Linked DNA regions of Sus scrofa: region 2 is linked to region 1. A link is a contact called in public HiChIP or PLAC-seq data. All regions are on one chromosome and are shown on one strand. The core of a region is the stretch at or near the end of the contact, and the rest is flanking DNA. Distances in the headings are between cores, read along the strand shown.

Region 1 (5,419 bases), core at 2,289-4,788:
TTTTGTAAATTTTATGGCTGCACCCATGGTAAATGCAAATTCCTGGGCCAGGGACTGAATCCGAGGATCCTTTAACCCATTGTGCTGGGCATCAAACACATACCTCCACAGCCACCAGGGCCGAGGCAGTCAGATTCTTAACCCACTGTGCCATGGCAGGAACTCTACATCTAACTACCTTAAATTGTACTTAAAATAGAGTAACAACTTGCAGTTTCCTGGTGGCTCAGTGGGTTAAGGATCCGGCCTTGTTACTGCTGTGGTATGGATTCAATCCCTGGCCTGGGAACTTTCACATGGCCTGGGTACAGCCAAAAAAAAAAAAAAAAAAAAAAAAAAAGCATTAATAACTTACATACTATATCTTTCAAAACTGTATATGATCTGGCCCTTCCCTGTTTCGCCAAGTTTTCTTGAGTCACTATATTCCTTGCTCTGTGTTCTTGACTCAGGCTTTTTTATATCCTTCAGTGTGTTTAGAGCAAAGGATCCATAAAGGTTGGGATTTTTGTGTGTGTGTCATTTTAGGGATGTACCCATGGCATATGGAGGTTCCAGCTAGGGGTCAAATCTGAGCTGCGGCTGCCAGCTTAGGCCACAGCCATAGCAATGCCAGATCCCAGGGGCATCTGTGACCTACACCACAGCTCACAGAAATGCCAGATCCTTAACCCACTGAGAGAGGACAGGGATGGAACCTGAGACCTCATGGATACTAGTCTGATTCATTTCTGATGAACCATGACAGGAATCTCCAGGTTGGGATTTTTATTTATTTATTTATTTATTGTCTTTTTGCTATTTCTTTGGGCCGCTCCCGCGGCATATGGAGGTTCACAGGCTAGGGGTCGAATTGGAGCTGTAGCCACCAGCCTACACCAGAGCCACAGCAACGCGGGATCTGAGCCTTGTCTGCGACCTACACCACAGCTCACGGCAATGCCGGATCGTTAATCCGCTGAGCAAGGGCAGGGACTGAACCTGCAACCTCATGGTTCCTAGTCGGGTTCGTTAACCACTGCGCCACGACAGGAACTCCCTGGGATTTTTATGAGTTGTGTTTTTGTCTATAGTGCTGAGAAATCTCAAAGCATCTAGGACAGTGCCTGAAATAGCATAAGGATTCAATGAATATTTATTCAGTGGAAGAATGAATATGTATATATATATATTATATATATAATATATATATATGCACCCCTCCCCCCATGCCTTTACATTCGCTGGCTTTAGATTGGAAGGTTCTCCATGATCTTGGCATGGTAGGCTTTTTTCATTATTCAGATCTGAGCTCAAATGTTAGCATCTAAGAAGTAGTTTCTTGACATTCGCATTTAAACTGCCAGCATCCTCCTAACCCCTTTGCATTTCCCTGCTTTATTTTCTTCGTAGCACTTGGCATCCCCTGGAATTATCTTATTTATCAATTTTCCTCTGTTGCCTCCACTAGAAATACAAGCTCCATGAGAGCAGAAGCTTTTTTTTTTTTTTTTTTTTTTTTTTTTTTGTCTTTTTGCCATTTTCTTGGGCCGCTCTCGCGGCATATGGAGGTTCCCAGGCTAGGGGTAGAATCGGAGCTGTAGCCGCCAGCCTACACCAGAGCCACAGCAACGTGGGATCCGAGCCGCGTCTGCAACCTACACCACAGCTCACGGCAACGCCGGATCGTTAACCCACTGAGCAAGGGCAGGGATCGAACCCGCAACCTCATGGTTCCTAGTCGGGTTCGTTAACCACTGCGCCACGACGGGAACTCTAGCAGAAGCTTTTTGCTTTTGGTTCTCTATTCCCATTCTCACTGTTTAGAACAGTGATTGGTACATAGTCCATATTCAATACTTGTATAGGAGAGAGTTCTGTGTACAAATTTAATAGTTAATACGTATATTTTTTTAAATTGCTGCACCTTGGCATATAGAAGTTCCTGGGCAAGGGACTCAATCCCACTAGTAGTTGTGACCTATGCCACAGCTGTGGCAAGGCCAAATCCTTTAACCCACTGCGACAAGAGAGGGATTGAACAAGTGCCATAGCAGTGACTCGCTGCAGCCGGATTCTTAACCCACTGTGCCAGGGCAGGAACTCCTCCAGTTTTATAAATAAATAAAACAGCAAAAGGAATATTATTGAATAAATTTTACATCCTCCTCTCCTTCACCCACGTTGTTTTCTATTGTTTTGCTTAATTGTACTTTTTTTTTTTTGTTGGTTAGCCAGTAGTTTAGCAATTTTGCATGTTTTATCGCCGTTAACACTTTTTTTTTGTCTTTTTTTTTTTGTCTTTCTAGGGCCTCACTGGCATATGGAGGTTCCCAAGCTAGGGCTCCAGTCGGAGCTGTAGCCACCAGCCTACACCAGAGCCACAGCAACGCTGGATCCGAGCCTTGTCTGCGACCTACACCACAGCTCACTGCAACGCCAGGTCCTTAACCCATTGAGCAAGGCCAGGGATTGAACCAGCATCCTCATGATGCTACTCGGGTTCGTTAACCTCTGAGCCACCAAGGAAACTCCTATCGCCGTTAACACTTTTATCCGTTTAGATTCTAGTGTGCTAAGTATTTTACATGTAAATCCCACTTAGTCTTCTAAACAACATAGCAAGGTAGATGTCATGGATGGGATAATTGTTCCCTGTACGTGGAAAGGCTCTAGGTCTCTTCAAGTTCTAGCTGCTATTCATATTAGGGGTGGGGAACTAGAGCTGGTGTTTTATTGTAGAGTCTGAGCTCATTTCTCTGCACTTGGCTCCTTTGCAGAGGCAGTTTTGAGGGACGGTACGATGTGGGAGCCTGAGGTTAAGAAAACAGAGCTAAGTCTTTGGTTAACCAGTGTTTCGTAACACTTCATGTTTGTGAAATTTTTCAGAATGGTAAAAGGAAAGGAGAGACTCAGACCGGCGCTCCCTGGGTCTGCAGGGTTGAGTTTAGACGCCGTGGGCCGGCTCCGCTCGGGTCCCGCTCGTGGCGTGGATTTGGCAGCAGAGGCCGGAGCAGGCGGGCGTGCGCTTGGCCCACCGTGTCCCGGGATGCAGCTCTCAGGGCTAGGGCTCTCGGGTGCGTGCGGGGAAGGCTTGACACCCGACAGACTTGCAGTCCCTCCTCCCACTTGGGGCACTGAGGCTGGCGAGCTGCCACCCGAAGAACAGAGGCTGGAACTCTCCCACCTGGGCCACGGCGGGTCCCGGTGAGCTGTCTTGACCCTGAATCCGAAGAGTCGGCTCTTCTGATTGGCTTAGAGCACAAACGCAGGCGAACGCTGCCCGAAACCCGCTCTTTGATTGGATTTTAAACGAACAGCAGAGCACGAAATAAAGAGGCCTTCAGCCATTGGGCCATTGTGTGAATCTCCTTTTGGCTTCTCCACCGACTGAATAAGCGTCTCAGGATCTTCGTCATGAGTCTTAAATCTGGGCCTGTCAGTTCGCCCCAGCGTTACTCGTCTTTCGGCAGGGCAAGGAGTTTACAGAGTTCAACCAATCATATAACGCCGAGATCAGGTTGCCAGGCAGATTATGCTAATGAAGCCCCGCCTTTTATGCTGCTCCCACTCTGCGGCGGGAAGAACCACCTGGAGGTGGCGGGGGGGTTTGATTTCCATCACCCCTAGGGAGAGAGGATCGGGGACCCGCTGATCTACCAGCTCCCCTCACCCAACGTCGTGTAAGTACCTAAAGGATTAAGGGAACCGGATAAGCCAGCGTCCAGAGTACCCCATCGACTGGGAGGGTGTTTCGTCTTTGCTTAGTCCCACCCAAAATGGCGCCAAGCTCTTTCCGCGTCTCAGAGCCCGGCCGGGGCCAACCGACCGCGGACCCGGGTGGGGGGGGAGCTTGGTGATGGTGGTGGGGGGGAGAAATCCCGGCGGCACCGCCCGATGGTACAGTCCAGCCGGGGCTGGGACAAGGCACCTCACTCGGGGTGGGGGGTCAAACCATCTGCACCTTCCAAGGGGAAAGGGGCAAAATCCCCTACCCGAGCCCCTCCTGGCGCTGTGTTCAGCCATGGCTCCGGCGCCTCTTCGCCCTGCCTTCCCCGCGCGCAGCCTCCCCCCTGCGACCCCCGAGCGGCTCGCACGCTCCGCCGGCCGCGCGCACCTCTCCTCCCCTGCCCGCGTTGGTTGGGCCGGGACGGCGGTTGGGCGCCCTGCACGCTTCTGCGGCGGCGGTTGGGCGGGCGCTTGGGGTGCGGCGGGCGCTCGGGGTGCAGCAGGCGGTCTCAGCTGGCGGGCGCGGGGGCGGCGGCGCGGCGTTGGACTAGGGGCCGGCGGGCTCAGTGGTCTGGGTTCCCTGCTTTGTCTCGGGAGGCCGCGCCACCGTCTTGCCATTGATTGTTGGCTCCTAGTTCCTTATGCACAAGTTGGCGTCCCGGGACCCGGCGAGGGATGGATGGCCCGTTTGGGGCATTCTTGGTGGACAGTGTTCGCGGTGGGCAGGGCGCAGGCCGAGGTCCACCTCTGCTCTGGGGCGGCGGGGACGGGTGCGGAGGCTTGAGCCACAGGCCTTTGGGAAGCGGGTTGGCGGTACTGAGTTGCCAGCCTATCGTCAGCTTTGCTTAAGCACTTTTTAGCCTGTGGCCACATCTCGGGTGCTCTGCTAAGTCAAGTGAACGCAGATTTGTCGAATTTTGTGTGCGTTCGTGCTTAGCCTTGTTTGGCGGGTTGGTTGGGTTCCGATCAATTTTCAGTCAATGTTTGTGTACGTTTAAGCACAAGGCTGGCTCCTTCTAGGTCTGAAGTCGAGGATCAAGCTTGAGAGGGTTCGCACCCAGCTGGGCCATGTGCCATTCGAAGCCTATTCAAATCTTGCCCGGCTGGTCGTCCCCCAAAGTTCTTTAAACTCAGAAGCACTTCATAAAAAACAAATCACTCGTGAGGGTTTGCGGCCTCTTTTTCTGACGCATTCCTTTGTTTCTCCACCTTTTGCTGTAAGCTCTTTGAAGGCAGGAAGGTGTACTGTGTGTGTTTTTGGTACACTGCCCACTCCACCCCCAGCACCGCAAGCGCTTCTGTGTTGAGGAACTGTACTTATATGATGTTCTAAATTGAAAAAAACTAAATTAAAAAAGATCGAGGCAAGCTCTGCTTAAAGCAATGTTGATTCAACCTGATACGTTTACAAAGTAACTTCTGGGCTTTTTTTTTTTTTTTCCTTCTTTCTTTATAGGGCCGCACCTGCTGCATATGGAAGTTCTCAGGCAGGGGTCTAATTGGAGCTGCAGCTGCCAGCCTATACGCCACAGCATTGCCAGATCCTAGTCGTGTCTGCGACCTTCGCCACAGCTCACAGCAACGCCGGATCCTTAACCCACTGAGCGAGATCAGGGATTGAACTCGCCTTCTCGTGGATCCTAGTGTGGTTCCTTACCGCTGAGCTACCGTGGAAACTGCCTGGGTTTACTTTCTAAAGTGAAGTGAAATT
Region 2 (5,236 bases), core at 822-3,321, 270 kb before region 1:
ACAAACACACTCACACACATATATATACACATATACACCCATATGTAGAAGAGATGTGACGATTGCGAGCAATTAGCTAAGGAATGAAATTTTTATACACAGAGGGAACAATGTATGCATTGGAGAAGAGCATGTGGCATTTTAGAAGATGTGGGGGTTGGGGGGACCCACAGCTAGCACCTTTTTGGAAAAAATACAAAGAGCTGAAGCTATGTATTGTACAGGCCCACCTTAAAGGGCAGTGAAAGCCATGGTACCAGTCTATTTTATCCTAAAAACAATAGGAAGCCATTGTATGCTATGCATGCATTGCAACCATGCAGAGAATGAAGAGAAAGGCAAATGCATTTAGGAAGCCAGGTCAGCTGTATCACGATTTTCCAGGCACAACGTACTGGTGTCTTAGATTAGGATGGTGGCCACAGGAATGGGAACATTCTGCAGGACTTGTTGATGGACTAGAACTGAGAAGTGGTAAAGTAGTGAAGCAGTGAGGCTGACTTGCACAACGGGATGGATGATGAACTGGGAATACTAGAAGAGGAACAAGTTTCAGGGTGGGGGAGCAAGACTAATTTTGTTAATATAGTTGGAAAGATCTAATAAAGGAGCAAGGGCACTTTATGCAGAAATGATTTCTCCTCTATTGGAATGAGCCAAGTCAGACTAGAGATCTTGCAGTTAAGTGTCAAGCATTCTTATTCTGAAATAAGTTATGGACTAAGTAAGTTCCCACTCAGCTATAATGCTCTAACACAAGCAAGTGGCATTTGTGCCAGAATTTGGTCCCCCAAATTTATGGCTGAAATAAAACCCTCTTTGCCTGGAATTTGAATTCCTTAGCGTCACCTACACCAGGTTAATAATTAAAGGTTCCTCATACTGTTTTACGTTTGTTTGTTTCACCTGTATGCAGGATTCTGGTTTCAGAAAATCCTCCCAGTGGTATTATTTAATCGAGTGTCAAAGAAAGGTGTATATATTCCACCAACTGAAGGGCAAGCCTCTACTAGTCCAGGAAGAAAAAAGTGGGAGGCTGCAAAAGCCACAGAAACTAACCCTACCCAAAGCCAAAACAGAGGAAAGGACTACAACAAAGTTAATCTTTGTATTTCTTCTTACACCTTATCCAAGCATCTAGCACTGTGCCCTTAGGGCCCCACAGCCATTTGGTGGTTAATTGATCTTCCAGTCCCAGGGTGGGGGTGGAGTGAGAGGCCGATAATTTTTAAGTGTAAAATGAAAATCAGAATAGTACAAAAGGGAAGGAAAGGGAGAAAAGAGAGTAAACTAAAAAAGAAAGCTGGTTTTGTTTTGTTTTGTTTTTTTGGCCAGGGCTGCTACTCTTGCCACGAAAGGAAGTTGCCACCTCAGTCCCTTGGGTAATGAGTAGTAAGGACCTGACCAGTTGTCTTTTATTGACTGTCCTACTGAATACCCTAGGAGAGGTCGACACGATTTGTTTGACTTTATTCCCATCCTGATTCTTCTCCAGGTGTTACCTGTGCACCTGCTCTAACACCAGGACTTCAGGCCTTCCTGAGACTTGCTCTGTCGCTCCTGTTTTCCGCCGAGGGTAAGCATTCCACCTTCTTTTTTTCTCCTTCTTCAAATTTCAGCACAAAATTTTCTGGGCCTCTTTCACATCGTTCCGACTTGGATCTCTGAAATGGGAATAATAAAATGATGGTGGAAATAGTGGTAAAACTTATTAGTACTACAATTGCGGTGGCCGTTAGACATACATACTGGAAAAGCAGTTGGAAACTGCAAAAGACTATAAAATTAGACGTTGTTTTTATGGCCTTTATTTTTAAAGTGGGTTTCAGTGGTTAGAAAGAGGGGGTGCTAGGGTGCTGGTCTCTCGGAAAGATTAATGCAAGACGTTACCAAGTGTTTCAAAAGAAATCTCCACTCTACTTCGGGCGGGATGTCAGCTCACCTTGCACAAAGCCCTTTGGAGAGAAGTCTTTCGGTGTAAAAGCTGGAGGCGTGGGAAAACAAAGTATGCGAACCCAGAGCGCCTGAGGCACTGCAGGCCGCACCCCCTCCACCTCTGCGCGGCCGGCGGGCTTGCCTGGAGCGCGCTTGTACCCGCAGCCCTGGCGCCCCTTCTACCCGCCGATCTCCGTCCCGGGCGCTCGCCCGCCCGCCCCGGGACGCTAAGACTTGGGGTCCAGGAATTTTACCACTTTACATGATTTTGCAGTGGACCGAGAGCTCTAGAGCGCCTCCCGGCCGTACCAGTCACTTCGGGGCGCCCCACAGTCTTCCCCGCCGGAAAGCCAGGTTAGTGGTGGTAGAGCCAAAAAAATTCAAGCTTGTGGAAGGAACGGGCATATTTTGGGGGAACGAGATGAATTCCTTCAGTCACTTCAGAACCGCACGTCCCGCCAGGTGGCCCAGGGAGGGAAGTTCTAGAAAAATCCTCGGGCACCAATATGACGCCGGGGGTGCAAAGGCCGCAGGCAACCGGGACACCGGCTGCCTGCAGCGGAAGCGGGCGTGGGAGCCAGCGGGGCTCAGCGTCCTCACCTGTCAAGGCCGCCTCTCCGCAGGCCTCAGTTTCCGTGTGCGAGAAATGGGCCCACTACCAGCTCAGCTCCCTCACCAAGAGAAAGCGCCTGGGGTGTTCCGGTTCAACCCCGCTACAGAAACCACTCGAGAAAACAGGAGTTTCTTTCGGTTTTAGTTCAAAGAAAACAAAAAAAGACAAGAAGCGTGAACCATGCCCAGAAATGTTTGTCAGGGCTAACGGGAAGGCGGCTTTGGACGGGTAGAGGAAAAGCGAATTGGCCAGGGTCTGGGCGGTGTGTATCGGTAAATCAGCACGTGTGCACAGACGCAAAGATGCACGAGCGGTGTCAAAACCCGCGGGTGTCAGGAGGCCGAGTCGCCCACAGTTCAAGCCCCGAACTGGGAGCGGCCTTTTCTGCGGCTGCGCAATACCCGTGTCTCCCCGCTCGCGCCCCGCCCCCGAGCTCGCTCCGCCCCGCCCACTTGCCCTCCCCTTCCCCAGCCCGGCCGCCCGCGCAGAGCATTGTGGGACACAAACAAAGTGCCCCCAAACAGGCTGGAGTGAGCCGAGCGGCAACAGCGGCGGCGCCGTCCCGCACGCGCGCGGCGGCGGCTCCCTCCCAACCTCCCCCTCCCCTCCCCTCACTCCCCTTCCCCTTCCCCACCCCGACCCGCCAGGAAAACGCGAGCCGTCGCCGCGCTCCCCAAACCGCTTGCCCTCGGCCAACCGCCCCCAACGGCCGCTCGCGCGGCTCGCGGGGCCCCCTCGCTCCTCCCCTCAGGCCCTCGGCGCTCTTCCCTCCCGCCGCCTCTCGCCCCCCACCTCGCAGGCACGCCGCTGCTCGGGGCCGCCATGCCCCAGCCGCAGGCCGTCCACGGGCCTAGGCGCGGCGGCCCGAGATAGGGTCCCCTCCGCCTCCCGGGGGAGGAGAGAGGCTGCGAGCCGCGCGCTCCGCCCCCTCCCCCGGGCCGCCGCCGCCGCCGCCACCTCGCCGCCACAGCCTGGAGGGGAGGAGGAGGAGGAGCAGCAGGCCTCCGGGCCCTGGCACCGCCGCCCGCAGGTAACGAAGAGGGAAGGGGAGGGCGGGGGCCGGCCCTTTTTCGCCGCGCGCGCCCGCCGAGGGCTGCCACCGTGCGTCTCCCATCTGGGCGCTGGACGGTAAGGAACCGGGAGAACCCTATCGGGTGCTCTCAATGGTATCTAATCCTTTAGGGAGGAGACTGAACCTGGGCCCTGACGTCCAGGAGAAATTGCCCCGATCTCCCAGGGCGCCCCCAGTGTGCACGCGCGTGTGCCCAGCACCCTAACCCCGAGGAGGCGGGGTGTCAGCGTCCCACCTGGTCGTGCCGGGAGCCCGAGATCCGACTGTTCCCTCCTCTCCCCTGCTTCTTTTTCTGATAGTGGGGAAAAAAAGGGCGACACTTATTTAAAAAACAAAACAAAAAAACCCACGTTTTTTTCTTCCCTACCTGAGGATGGGTCTGCTTCTAGTCATTTTCTGCTGGCCTAGCCGGAAAAGGGTTACCTGCGAGTGACATGACGAGTTACGTTAGCACTGATGAAAGGAAACTGCATGCTTGTGAGTTGTATGATGCTTAACTAGAATTTAGGATAAAGCCCAAAAATTGTGTGCTTTATTGGAACTTATAGAAATGAAGACAAAAACTTCGTTTTTTTAAGAAAACGTATAAGTAGATTATCAGTTGGTCAGGAAGAAAGTCTCTAACTTCCACTTATTTTCTTAATGTTTTATTCGGATAGAGGCTAATACCAAAAGCAGACTTCACAATTTGATAGATACGAATGGTTTGGGTAGGTAGATTTTTTTGCCTAGAGGGTCTCAGTTGGAATTACTGGATTTTAAAAAATATTATATAAATCTTCATTATGCATTTACTTACCCCCGTCACTTCGCTTTAACTGCCAATGGACTTTTAATTTTACCTAATGTATCTTTATCGTGGAATGTGGCGATAATGAAAGGAATGTTTTCCTATAGCCCTGTATTTTAGAATGATAGCATTAAATAGGCAAACCAGGTTTACTTTTTCTGTGCTACACTACTAGGCATTTTACACATGTGATCTGATTTGATTCTTAGAACAACCTAATGACTTAGACATTATTACTTGAGTTTTATAGATGAGACAGAAACTTAAGTAATTTTAAGTAACTTTGCCTTAGGCCACACAACTAGTTAGTAATAGAAGTGAAATTTGTCCCCAGATATAATTCCATTGTAGAAATGTTTTCTACTGTGCCTCTCAGTATAGGAATACTTTTAAAAAACTTAATGTGAAAAATACCAGTCTCTCGGAAATTAAGGGAAAATGTAGTGAATACTCCAATACTTAGATTCAGTGATTAGCATTTTTGTGGTATTGACCCCCCCACCTCTCTTCCCTTTCTGTGTGTCTCTCTAACTATTTGAAAGTAAATTGCAAACACCAAGACACTCCAGTATTTCCCCAAGTGTTTCCCAAAACTATGGACATTCTACTAATCCCTACATAGCATTAACACCTTTCTAAATTAACAGTCCATATGCAAATTTCCATAGTACTCCAAGGTCGTTTTGGGAAATCCCAAGCGGTATTCAGTCAAGATTCCTGAGTTGCATTTGTTAATTACCCACTTAGTTCCTTTTTGAAAAATCCTGTGTCCTCCTCTCCTTTTTTTCCTGATACTTAATTGATGAAACCGGTTGTCTTAGAGAAT

Evidence for each region. HiChIP or PLAC-seq counts read pairs in DNA pulled down with a chosen protein or histone mark.
Region 2: a contact with region 1 is called in an H3K27ac HiChIP or PLAC-seq map of alveolar macrophages. The contact joins the promoter of ZBTB44 here to the promoter of PRDM10 in region 1. A contact is called at or near these places in 1 of 5 promoter capture datasets (liver), 2 of 47 Hi-C or Micro-C datasets (heart right ventricle and skeletal muscle) and 1 of 2 datasets of contacts at active chromatin or transcription factors (alveolar macrophages).

The regions. Positions count from the first base shown.
Region 1 is chr9:56,747,606-56,753,024 of Sscrofa11.1, reverse strand. PRDM10 (PR domain zinc finger protein 10) reads left to right here and starts at 3,538. Exons shown (of 22, transcript XM_013979568.2): 1 at 3,538-3,662.
Region 2 is chr9:57,015,638-57,020,873 of Sscrofa11.1, reverse strand. It overlaps ZBTB44 (zinc finger and BTB domain-containing protein 44), which reads left to right and starts at 2,071. Exons shown (of 6, transcript XM_003130080.5): 1 at 2,071-2,289. It overlaps LOC102165987 (proline-rich protein 18-like), which reads right to left and starts at 4,093. Exons shown (of 3, transcript XM_021063955.1): 1 at 4,067-4,093; 2 at 3,341-3,669; 3 at 626-1,664. The coding sequence starts at 4,093. The coding sequence ends at 1,616.